Regions from separate parts of the Hordeum vulgare genome. Here region 2 is linked to region 1. A link is a contact called in public Hi-C data. All regions are on one chromosome and are shown on one strand. The core of a region is the stretch at or near the end of the contact, and the rest is flanking DNA. Distances in the headings are between cores, read along the strand shown. Region 1 holds the start of LOC123402290 (pheophytinase, chloroplastic). Region 2 holds the start of LOC123402947 (tubby-like F-box protein 5).

What was found. Hi-C and Micro-C count contacts between places; a contact is called where the count stands out from the background.
Region 2: a contact with region 1 is called in a Hi-C map of seedling, with 3 times the contacts expected there. The contact joins the promoter of LOC123402947 here to the promoter of LOC123402290 in region 1. A contact is called at or near these places in 3 of 6 Hi-C or Micro-C datasets (leaf and seedling) and 1 of 1 datasets of contacts at active chromatin or transcription factors (embryo).

The regions. Positions count from the first base shown.
Region 1 is chr6H:463,659,772-463,664,898 of MorexV3_pseudomolecules_assembly, reverse strand. It overlaps LOC123402290 (pheophytinase, chloroplastic), which reads left to right and starts at 3,122. Exons shown (of 6, transcript XM_045096191.1): 1 at 3,122-3,369; 2 at 3,465-3,581; 3 at 3,664-3,802; 4 at 3,947-4,117; 5 at 4,225-4,480; 6 at 4,569-5,127. The coding sequence starts at 3,291. The coding sequence ends at 4,955.
Region 2 is chr6H:463,921,547-463,926,673 of MorexV3_pseudomolecules_assembly, reverse strand. LOC123402947 (tubby-like F-box protein 5) reads right to left here and starts at 3,021. Exons shown (of 4, transcript XM_045096916.1): 1 at 1,955-3,021; 2 at 1,768-1,855; 3 at 788-920; 4 at 1-707. The coding sequence starts at 2,341. The coding sequence ends at 32.

The DNA of each region.
Region 1 (5,127 bases), core at 1,873-4,372:
CCTTTTTTATTCTATCAACTTTTTTGGTATGTGGTTAAAAATGACCTTATGCTCATCAATGAAGCCTGAAATAGAAATGAGCTTGATCTTTACCGATTAAACATCCTTTTGAATCTTATTCCTAAATAATGACGTGAATGTCATTCACAAATGTAAACCCATTGCACTTAGTAATTGTAAGATTTTTGCTAAGTGTGTCACAAATCAGTTGGCACAAATTTGTGATGATATTATCTCTCATAGTCAAATTGCCTTTATAAAAGGTAGATTTATTGTAGAAAGTGTGGTTGCACCACATTTAATTATTCATGATGTTGTAACTAAAAGTAAGGAGGGTTTTTTTTAACTGGAATATGAGAAAGCATATGAGAGAGTTAGTAGAGAATTCCTCCTTAAGATGATGTATCACATGGGATTTATCCCTAAGTGGATGAACAAAGTTGAGTCTCTCTTATTAAAGGGATATGTTGGTGTTAGGATCAATAATTTCAATATTGACTTCTTTGAAACTTCCAAGGGGGGTAAGGCAATGAGACCGAACTCTCCCCTCCTCTTTAACTTGGTGGCAGATGTCTTTAGTAGAATGCTAGTTAGAGGAGCTAAAAAGAACATGCTTACCGGTATGATGAAGAAGGTCTCTCCTTATAGAATAGTGAGTCTGCAATATGCAGATGACACTCTACTGTTTATGGATAATAGCATAGAGTATGCTAATAATTTAAAGTGGATACTCTCTTGCTTTGAACAAATGTAAGTGATGAGGATCAAGTTTCAAAAGTGTGACCTTGTGCCCATTAACATTGGTTAGGAAGGGGCTAACTCTATTGCTCAAGCCTTGACCTATGGGCTTGTCTCTTTTCTTATTAAATATGGCTTCCCCCTCCGTCACTCCAAGCTTAGAAAATAGGATTTGATGCCTCTCATTGATAAAATCCTCAAAAGAGATGTTGGATGGAAGGGGATACTATTGGGGTATGTCAGTAAGTTAGGGCTAGTTTAGTCTTACCTGGCTAGTATTCCTTCTTATCTTATGAGCATGATAAAATTCCCTAAGTTGGTTGTCTCTACAGTTAATTCCCAAATGGCTCACTGGTTCTTGGATAATTAGGAGGGACGCCATAAACATCGTCTTGCTAATTGGGACCTAGTCATCGAGAAGAAATAATTTGGGGGCTTAGGTAATACTAACTTGGCTGATATGAAGCTCGGTCTATTAGCCTCGTGGGTTAGAAAATACCAATTGGGGGAGATAAAATCTGGAAACATATTATTAATGCTAAGTATAATACCCAATAACCTAATACTTTATCCTCTCGGGACACTGGATCCTCTCCCTTTTGGAAAGGGGTCTTGTGGGCTACTAAGGCAGCCAAAATGGAGTTTCATTGGAAAGTAGGGAGTGGGAGGAAATTTAAGTTTTGGGAGGATCACTGGTTTGGTAACTATAGTTTGGCTACTCATTTTTGGGGGCTATATACAATTTATAATGAGCATAATGTTCCCATTGCTAATGTTTGGGATGGTGAGCACTTGATGATTACCTTTAGAAGGTGTATTGATGAAAGGCTCCTCCCTTTATGGTAGGACCTGGTCAGTATTGTCCAGTCCATCTCTCTTAATAATGAAGAGGATGCCATTTTTTGGAAATTAGAATCAAATAGAATATATTATGTCACGTCTAGTATGCCTTTGTGAATTTTAGAGGTATTCAACCTGTTCATACTTCTGTTGTAAAGTACCACCTAGAATTCATATATTTTTGTGATTGTTATCTCATAACAAGCTCCTGACTAGGAGTAACTCGAGCAAGAGACAACAATTAGGTGAGTCTCATGTTTATTTTGTTGTGAGAATGAATCGTGTAACCACTTTTTTTAGTGTACAATTGCTTCTGAGATTGGGAACATTATTGCTCCATCACTAGTCTTAGGACCCATGCTATTTATGAAAAGGTGGATCACATGTAGATGATCAATAAAAGGAACCTCCCAACAACTTGATTCATGGTGCTATTCTCTGGGCTATCTAAAGGTGCAGAAATGATATATGTTTTAATAATAAGATTTGGCTTGGATTGCAGATGATATTGAGGGGCATAGCCTTGACCTGCTTCCAGTGGAAGATTATGTGCTCCGGAGAGGCAAGAGAGCGCGTTGAAATGATCATACCCTCTTTGTGGGATGCTGGTAGAAAATCTACCCTATTGATTTGGCGAGAGCGAGGTTGAAGCAGAAAGAGAAGTGGATGAGGTACATTGGGGCTCTGTCCGTGAACTTGGAAGATGCGGGAGCAAGGGTGGTGGCTACCTCGGGATGATCTCCCTTGGAGGTCTCTCTAATTGGCTCTAATATGTTATGTATTCTGGAATTGTTCGTCCTCGTCCCCCGAAGTCTTATGTGCCCCTGTTCCTAGTAGAACTTTTTTCCTTTTGTTTTTCACTTATTAGGGTTGATACTCATTCTCCCTTGTTGTTTGTCCTTTCCTTCTACAAACATGCATGTGACCCGACCTATAAGGGCATCTCGAGCCGTGCTCCCACGACGCCCTTCGAAGTACCTTTTTTAGCACCGACGGAGAAAAAGGTCCCAACCATACCCCAGAACGTCGTTTTGCGTCGGATCTAATCAAAACTAGCCCAACGACCCCAGACCGAACCCAGCCCCTCTGGCGCGCTTGGGGGGTGTCCGACGCTATTTTTACATGCATAAATCACACATGTCAGCCTCTCTCCTCTCTCCCTCTTCTTTTTTTCTGCTAGGTCCATCATGTGGATGTAGAAAAGGAATCTCTCCCCTCTCTCTCTGCATGTGTCCGGCTGGGGTGGGGACGGCTGGATTTTTTTAACCCCCAATGCAAGTAAGGGACATGATTGCGTAGACGAACAAATAGAAAGTGACACTAATCGGATGCGTCCGCGGTCATTTAGGGGGTCAAATTTGTTCATTACATGTGCTAACTTCCCTTCTCCTTTGTACTCTTACACAAGAAGCATACTGTATCTTTCCGTGTGCAAGTCCGACTATCCGGCTTCGCCATGTAGATTGCCGTGGGCCTCACGGCCGACCCGACGTCGCGTCGATGAATCCCTCCCTTTCGAACTTTTGGCTCGGGCGCTGCCACGGCTGCCCGATTGCTCGCCACCCACACACACCAACACCGGCGCAAACCTACAAGTAAAACTCTCTCCGCCTGTCCCCACGAATTACCGAGCTTCTTTTTTCAGGCGAGCCGAGGTTGCTTCTTCTCCACAAGCCTTCCTTCGGCCACGTAGTACGGCAGCTGGTACCCCGATGTCCGTCGCGTCCGCTTCCGCGGCCGCCCTCCGGTCCTCGTCCGGCCGCCGCTGCGGCGTCGGGACTGGCCTCAACGGTTGGTTCTTCTCTCTGCTTTTCACAGACATGCGTGGGTGATTCGGTCGGACTCCTCGTGAACTGATTACCCTGTGATTCTTCGGTTGTTGGCAGGAGGCAACAAGTTTCTGATGATGCAGAGGAGGGACCTATTGACCAAGGGGGTAGCGCTCTCCGTCTCCTCCTCGCTGCTCGCCTCCTCCACCTCCTCCGACGGCGCCGCTGCTCAAGGTCAGCCTCAGCTTAGCTATTTCTTCAGAGTTCAGAGTCGAGACATCGATAGATCCATGTTCTTCATCTCGTTTGCTTGCAGCATTGGAGAGGCTGCCGTTCAAGGCGGACGGGTACAGCTTCTGGACGTGGAGGGGCCGCAGGATACACTACGTGGAGCAAGGGTCCGGCCAGCCCATCGTGCTCATCCACGGCTTCGGCGCGTCGGCGTTCCATTGGAGGTCAGCCGTCGGCTCAGCTCGATCATCACCTTATCTGCTCTCCGTGGCCTGTGTGGCGGGAAACCGTTATTGGGAAATGCGAGCTGACAAGTGCTTGAACCGATTGGTTGGTGTTGTCTGAACAACTGTGAACTGGGTGATCAGGTACAACATCCCGGAGCTGGCCAAGAAGTACAAGGTGTACGCCGTGGACCTGCTGGGCTTTGGCTGGAGCGAGAAGGCGCTGGTGGAGTACGACGCCACCATCTGGATGGAGCAGGTCTCCGACTTCCTCAGGGAGGTCGTCCAGTCGCCATCCGTCGTCGTCGGCAACAGGTACCTAGAGTCCTGGACATCATTCTTCAGAGTTCAGGAACACACAGTTCTTCACAAACATCCCGCTGACACGGGTGTTGCATGGTTGGTCGCGTACTCGCGTTCAGCTTAGGTGGCTTCACGACGTTGTTCGCGGCGACGGAGGTGCCGGAGCTGGTCCGGGGCGTCGTGCTGCTCAACTCCGCCGGCCAGTTCGGAGACCCCAACGCACCACCCAAGGCTGAAGAGGCGGCGGAGGAGGAGGTGAGCGCGGTGACGAGGCTCATCGTGAAGCCGCTCAAGGAGGCGTTCCAGCGGGTCGTGCTCGGGTTCCTCTTCTGGCAGGCCAAGCAGCCGGCCAGGGTCGAGAAAGTCCTCAAAAGCGTACGCAACTCAGCCGAAAGCCACCCACAGACACCTGATCGACGGATGAACGTCTCATCCATTCTTCATTTGTTGCCAATGCGTGCAGGTGTACAAAGATCCGAGCAACGTGGACGAGTACCTGATAAGCTCGATCACGGCGCCGACGGCCGACCCGAACGCCGGCGAGGTGTACTACAGGCTCATGTCGCGGTTCATGGCGAACCAGAGCCGGTACACGCTGGACAAGCTGCTGGGGAAGCTGACGTGCCCGCTGCTGCTGCTGTGGGGGGACCTGGACCCGTGGGTCGGCCCGGCCAAGGCGGCGCGGATCCACGAGTTCTACGCCAACTCCACCGTCGTCAACCTGCAGGCCGGGCACTGCCCGCACGACGAGGCGCCGGAGCAGTTCAACGCGGCGCTGCTCCAGTGGCTCGCGTCACTGGAGGAGGAGGCCGGCGACAAGCCGGCCGAGCCCAGCCTCCAGGTCGTCTGATTCTTGTGCTTGCACCACCAACCGGACGGAACATAGCGAGGATCGTGAGGATGTATACTACAGTACTAGCTTAAATCTGAGCGTTTAGCTTGTAGCGATATTAGGGACAGAGTAAATCGAGAAGTGTAAGTACTCATTCTGTTACATTTGAAGGTTAATTTGGGGCAAACAT
Region 2 (5,127 bases), core at 1,772-4,271, 260 kb before region 1:
TGGCTGGCCCGGTTAACGCCGCCTTCTTCGGTCATTCGCAGGCCGGTTTGGTGTCGAAGCTAGTCAGGCAGATCGCAAAGGCCTGGAACGCCGACAACGGGTACCTATAATCCATTGTGAATATGTCCTTCCCGATCTTCCCGAACTGGAGGATCACCTTCTCTTGCTCCGCCGCGGGGACACCAAGGGAGGGGTCGACCGAGGCGACGAGCTGGAAGTTCTTGACCGATGCTACGGTGACACGCCCTCGGAAGTTGAGGCACCAGCACTGCAGCTGCTCATGCCAGCGGGGAGCTTTATTCTTCAGAAGCAGAGGTGCTTCGCTAGTAGAGATCGGTCCTGATAAATCAGCTGTGAGGCTTGTTGAGGAGAATTCGATGTTCGGTTCCTTTCCTTTACTACTGGTTGATAAGGTGGACACTTGTTCGTCGAGTGAGTGTACCATGCCAGTAGGGGTCGGGGCCTTGCCGCCTTCCTGAATGCACACGGCTGGTATTGAGTGCATGGTGCACTGCATTCTCCTTGGTCCTCGGTTGCGCAGGACAGTGAGCTCATATGAGACGGTAGCAACATTGTAATTGCCTAGCGGCAGTCTTGGTGACACTTGCTTCGAGTGCCTTTTGCTTGGCTTGTTGTTAGGCAGCACCGCAGCATCACAAGGAGGTTGGCTATCGAATATTGTGAACTTTGTGCCAAGGAAGTTTGGTCTGATTCAGGAGAAGATCGTGTGGTTAAAAACGCAAAGTAAAGTAAGCATATAACTGAGCCAACAAAATAATAAGCTTACTTCAGTTTGCCAACGTAGGTGCTGCTCGAATGAGAAAAATCATCAGAGATAAGCGATATCACAAAAGAAGTCCTAGCTGCACGTCTGATCTTGCGGGCTGCAAGCAAAAGCTTGTCATTTTCCCCATGCAGAGCTGCATTACATACAGAACAGTAGTCAGTGACATTGTTGGGCATATTTGAGCTTTGGTAGATTTTTGTGTCTGTCTAAATCTCTGCAAATGAATTGATCTTAAAATAGGATGTGGTGCAAGCTATCTTTCTAAATGCACCCTGCTCCACTGCCTACCAAGTCTGATGTGGACTGATCCTAAAAAAGGTTTGCTGTGGACTGCACATATGATGTCTAGCTTATTCTGGTCAAAATTAATGCACCGCATGAACGGTTGAGTTCAGCTTCTAGTCCTGCTACACTTGCTAAGCAATGAGTGACCCAGGTCCAATTTGATGCATCAAGGAAGGAGTTTTACTATATGTATACCCTCACTTAACTAATTACAGTGTCCACAATAATGTTAACCAGTTACAGTTAGCCCCCTTCACAATTTGGAGTTCAGGACTAGCAATCAATAAAGCTCTTGCAGTAGTGGGGAAACCCTTAGATTGATTGTTATTCATTATTCTGAGGATTCTTTTCAAAGGAACGTAGTAGTACAAACTCGAACAGAGAGGCATGATACACAAACCGTCCATGAGAGCACTCTAATATGAATCTCGCATGTAAAGGGGGAATTTTATGATACAAACAACTGGGCATTACCTGATACAGATTCCACTGAATGGAATAAATCATGCATCAAATCGCCTTGCATAGGTCAGCCATACTAACTCACAAGGAAACCGCTTATTCTGCGATTGCATTCTTGCGTGTGGTGCCAGAACATAAAAGTATGACTGAAGCAATACATCTTGATGCAATGGTACCAGAACAAGAAGGAACGATAAACCATGTGATGAAGCAACCAGACAAGATTGACTTACATGGGCTGAGCCCCAGGTAGAGGAGATAGGTGGACGTCGCCCTGTCCCTCCTCACAAAGCACTGCACGGGACAATCACGAGGCCCCGGCTGCGCCAAACCACCAAGGTTAAGCATCCAGACTCACACATTTGATGAGCAAACAGATCATGGCGGAAGAAGGCATTGATGTGGGGGGACTGGAGATACCTGCTTTAGGGAGATGGGGAAGGTGATCCTGCTGCACTCCTCGAGGGTCTTCACCACATCCTTGGTGACCTCGCGCCACGTCCGGCAGACGGCTGCGCAGGCCACGACATAGCGCCGCGCCGGCCAGGCCACCTCGCTGGACTCCACCCTCTGTATCACGTCGATCAGCAGCTCCGGCGGCAGGTTCGCCCACTGCCCCTGCTGCTGCGGCTCCTGGCCTGGCCGCTGTGGCTGCGGCTGCGGCTCCGGCCACAGGCTGGGCCAGGAATGCCGCGACCCCCCGCGGCCGTGGCCGGCGCGCCCGTCGGAGACGCCGCCGCGCCTGGACATGCTCCCGATGCCGTCCCTCATCTCCTTGAGCTCCCGCACGATGCTCTTCAAAGACATTGCAACTTATGACCAGCTGCTGTCGCTCTCGCGGAAAGAGCCCCCCTTTACAGCTCCATGGCAAGATCCGCCATTGCGGGTGAATCTACTCCAAAAATGGCAGGAGACAGCTCATAAAGTAGTCGCCGCCACCACCGCGTCCAACCCAACCAAAATAATGGACATTTCGAGAAAGATCTGAAGCGCGGGGCTCCGGAGACAGCTAAAGAAGCTGGAATTTCCGGGCGAATTTGAGGTGGGCGGCGAGGGCGAGGACCCGGCGCTTCCTCGCCCGGCAGTCCGGATCTGGGGAGGAGGCAATGCAGCGAGGAGGGCCCGGAGAAACCGAGGGTTCACGCTCGGGTGGCCTCGAGATCCAAAGCTTCCCCGCTTCCGCGGCTCAGGAAATCAAAAGAATCGGCTCAAGAACGGATCGAGAACCCTCCCTCCGTTTCCCTCATTCCCGCCTCCGTTGGATCCCCAAGAGCTCCTTCCTTCCCCCCCCCCCCCCCCCAAAGAGCTCAAGATTAGGGAGCGCCCCCTCGCCTGCCTTCCTCCTCCGAGCTCAGGATTTCTCCACGGAGCCTCTCCCTCTTTCCCTCCGCTCTCGCCCTCTCTCTCTCTCTCTCTCTCTCTCCGCTCGCTGCAGCTCCTGTGAACCCTGTGTGTGTAGTTTGGGCGTGGGTTTGTATTAGGGAGAGGATAATAAAAGGGGCCGCGGAGAAATAAAAAATGAACGGAGGCGGGTTTTTTAAGGAGGGTGGGGACGGCTTTTTTGTGGGGTGCTCCTTTTTTCCTCTCTCGTTGAGTTTTCACCTTTCGAGGTGTGCAGGTACTGCTACTACTACTCGCGCCTCGCGGCTCCCCAAAACTCACAGCTGCCCAACGGGAATCCTATGCATCAACATGGAGTGTACGCCGCTGTGGGACTCACGCTTTGGTCTTGAGGTTGGGCTGCTCTGGTGAGGTGAGGTGAGGTGAGGTGGTTGCAGAGCAAGTTACATGGTTAAAAGCATCTTAAAAGGCACTTTTGTGTTACGAAGACTTTCTCTCTGCATACAATGAACGGTTGATGGAACGAAAAGGTGGTGTCTTGGGGTTTAGGCTGGCCATAGTGGGGTATCATAGCTAGTAACATAGTCTTGGGATTAGCAAACATGGTAACGTGGCAAGTAATTAAAGAAGAGAGAGAGGATTATAGTAACATAGGTAGATACCGTAACATGTTAAATGCTATGCTACTATGTGTCATGCATGTCAATAAATGAGATCACCTATGATACGTACTACTTTATGATACTATGCACTATGAAGGTACTATCATACAATAGTAACATATGCATGATAGTACTATATGTTAATCTCCACTATGAGCAGCCTTAGGGGGATCGTAGCTCCAATCTAGCAAATTGTCAAAATGACTCGCTCCAACGTCTCTTTATGTAGGTGAAGGAAATGTCAAGGTCTATTTTAAGGTTCATAGCTTCAACCCCTGAAAAAATCGATGTGTCACTTTGACATCTACTCCCTCCGTCCCATAATATAAGAACATTTTTACTACGCTCTTATATTATGGGGCGGAGGGAGTATGTATGCACCCTGTATTTGAAAGGAGAGCGGAAAATCCTCGGCACAAAAGACAAAGGGCAATGGAAAGAGATCAAAACTGCCAAAAAGAAATTACCATTGGAAATTAGTCTCTCTTTAAACTCCAGTGTTGTGGGCCCTTGAGTCCACCGAAACTACTCTTCTCAATCGCATGTGCGGCATGCAATTCAATAGCGAATATCCCCCTGTTTTCTGATTGGTGAGCGAGCATAACGGAAAGATCACATTGATTTTCGCTTTGTTCTTACTCTGTGATTTTCTGCATGCATTTATTGTGCTTTGATTTTGTAGTGTCGTGTTATGGGGGTAGTTTGGACACACCACGACTTCTTTTGCTTATGGTGGTGTTCTTTCATGAAAGAGGAAAAGAGACATACACGCCTTTATTAGGATATATATTTTTTCTTAATGGGGATGGAAGTGGTATGACATTATTGTTTTGATTTTCCTTCACTGAGTAGTACTTTACATAAATACATCCGTATGCTTGAAATTAGGTCGCTTTGGTACCAACTAAAGACCAAAAAGAGATGCTACACATGTGTGTCCATGTGGTTTTGTTGTTATGTAATCTTAGGGTATGTTTGATTTATGCACAAGGTTGCCCTCCCAAAAAATTGTCTAGGCGCAATTTTGGTTGAGGATTTTGCTTGCACATGAGTTGAACAACATTGGCTAAGAAATAGACTAAGCTGCTAAAGGAGCATTGGTATGCCAAAAAAAAGTTGTCTCGACATTGATGGAGTTGAGCAATATTGGTGGAGGAGCGCTTTTGTGCTGGAACATTGTTGTGTTCCTGGAAGTGTGTTATATCGGCCACAGGGGGTGATTAGGCGATTATAACAAATTCGTCACTCAAAAATTACTTAGTGAAAAAATACATAGTGATGAAATGTTATGTAACGGATAAAGTACTCAAATGCATGTGAACCATGGTAACAACAAAGTCATCATGATGAAACAGAGCATACACGAGGGATGAGTAGCAAGCAATCAGGATGAGCAGGAGAAAAGTACAGTGACTAAAGAAATAGGATTGACGAAATTGATAAAGTCTTCAGCAAATATGACCGTTGTCACGATAAGGATCCACTCGATAGGTGGTACTAAGCGCAGCAACGATCGAAAATTCATGAGGGCACTCAATTTCCTCCTGGTATGCAAATCGCACGGGTGAAATACTAAGTCCTCACTCAGGT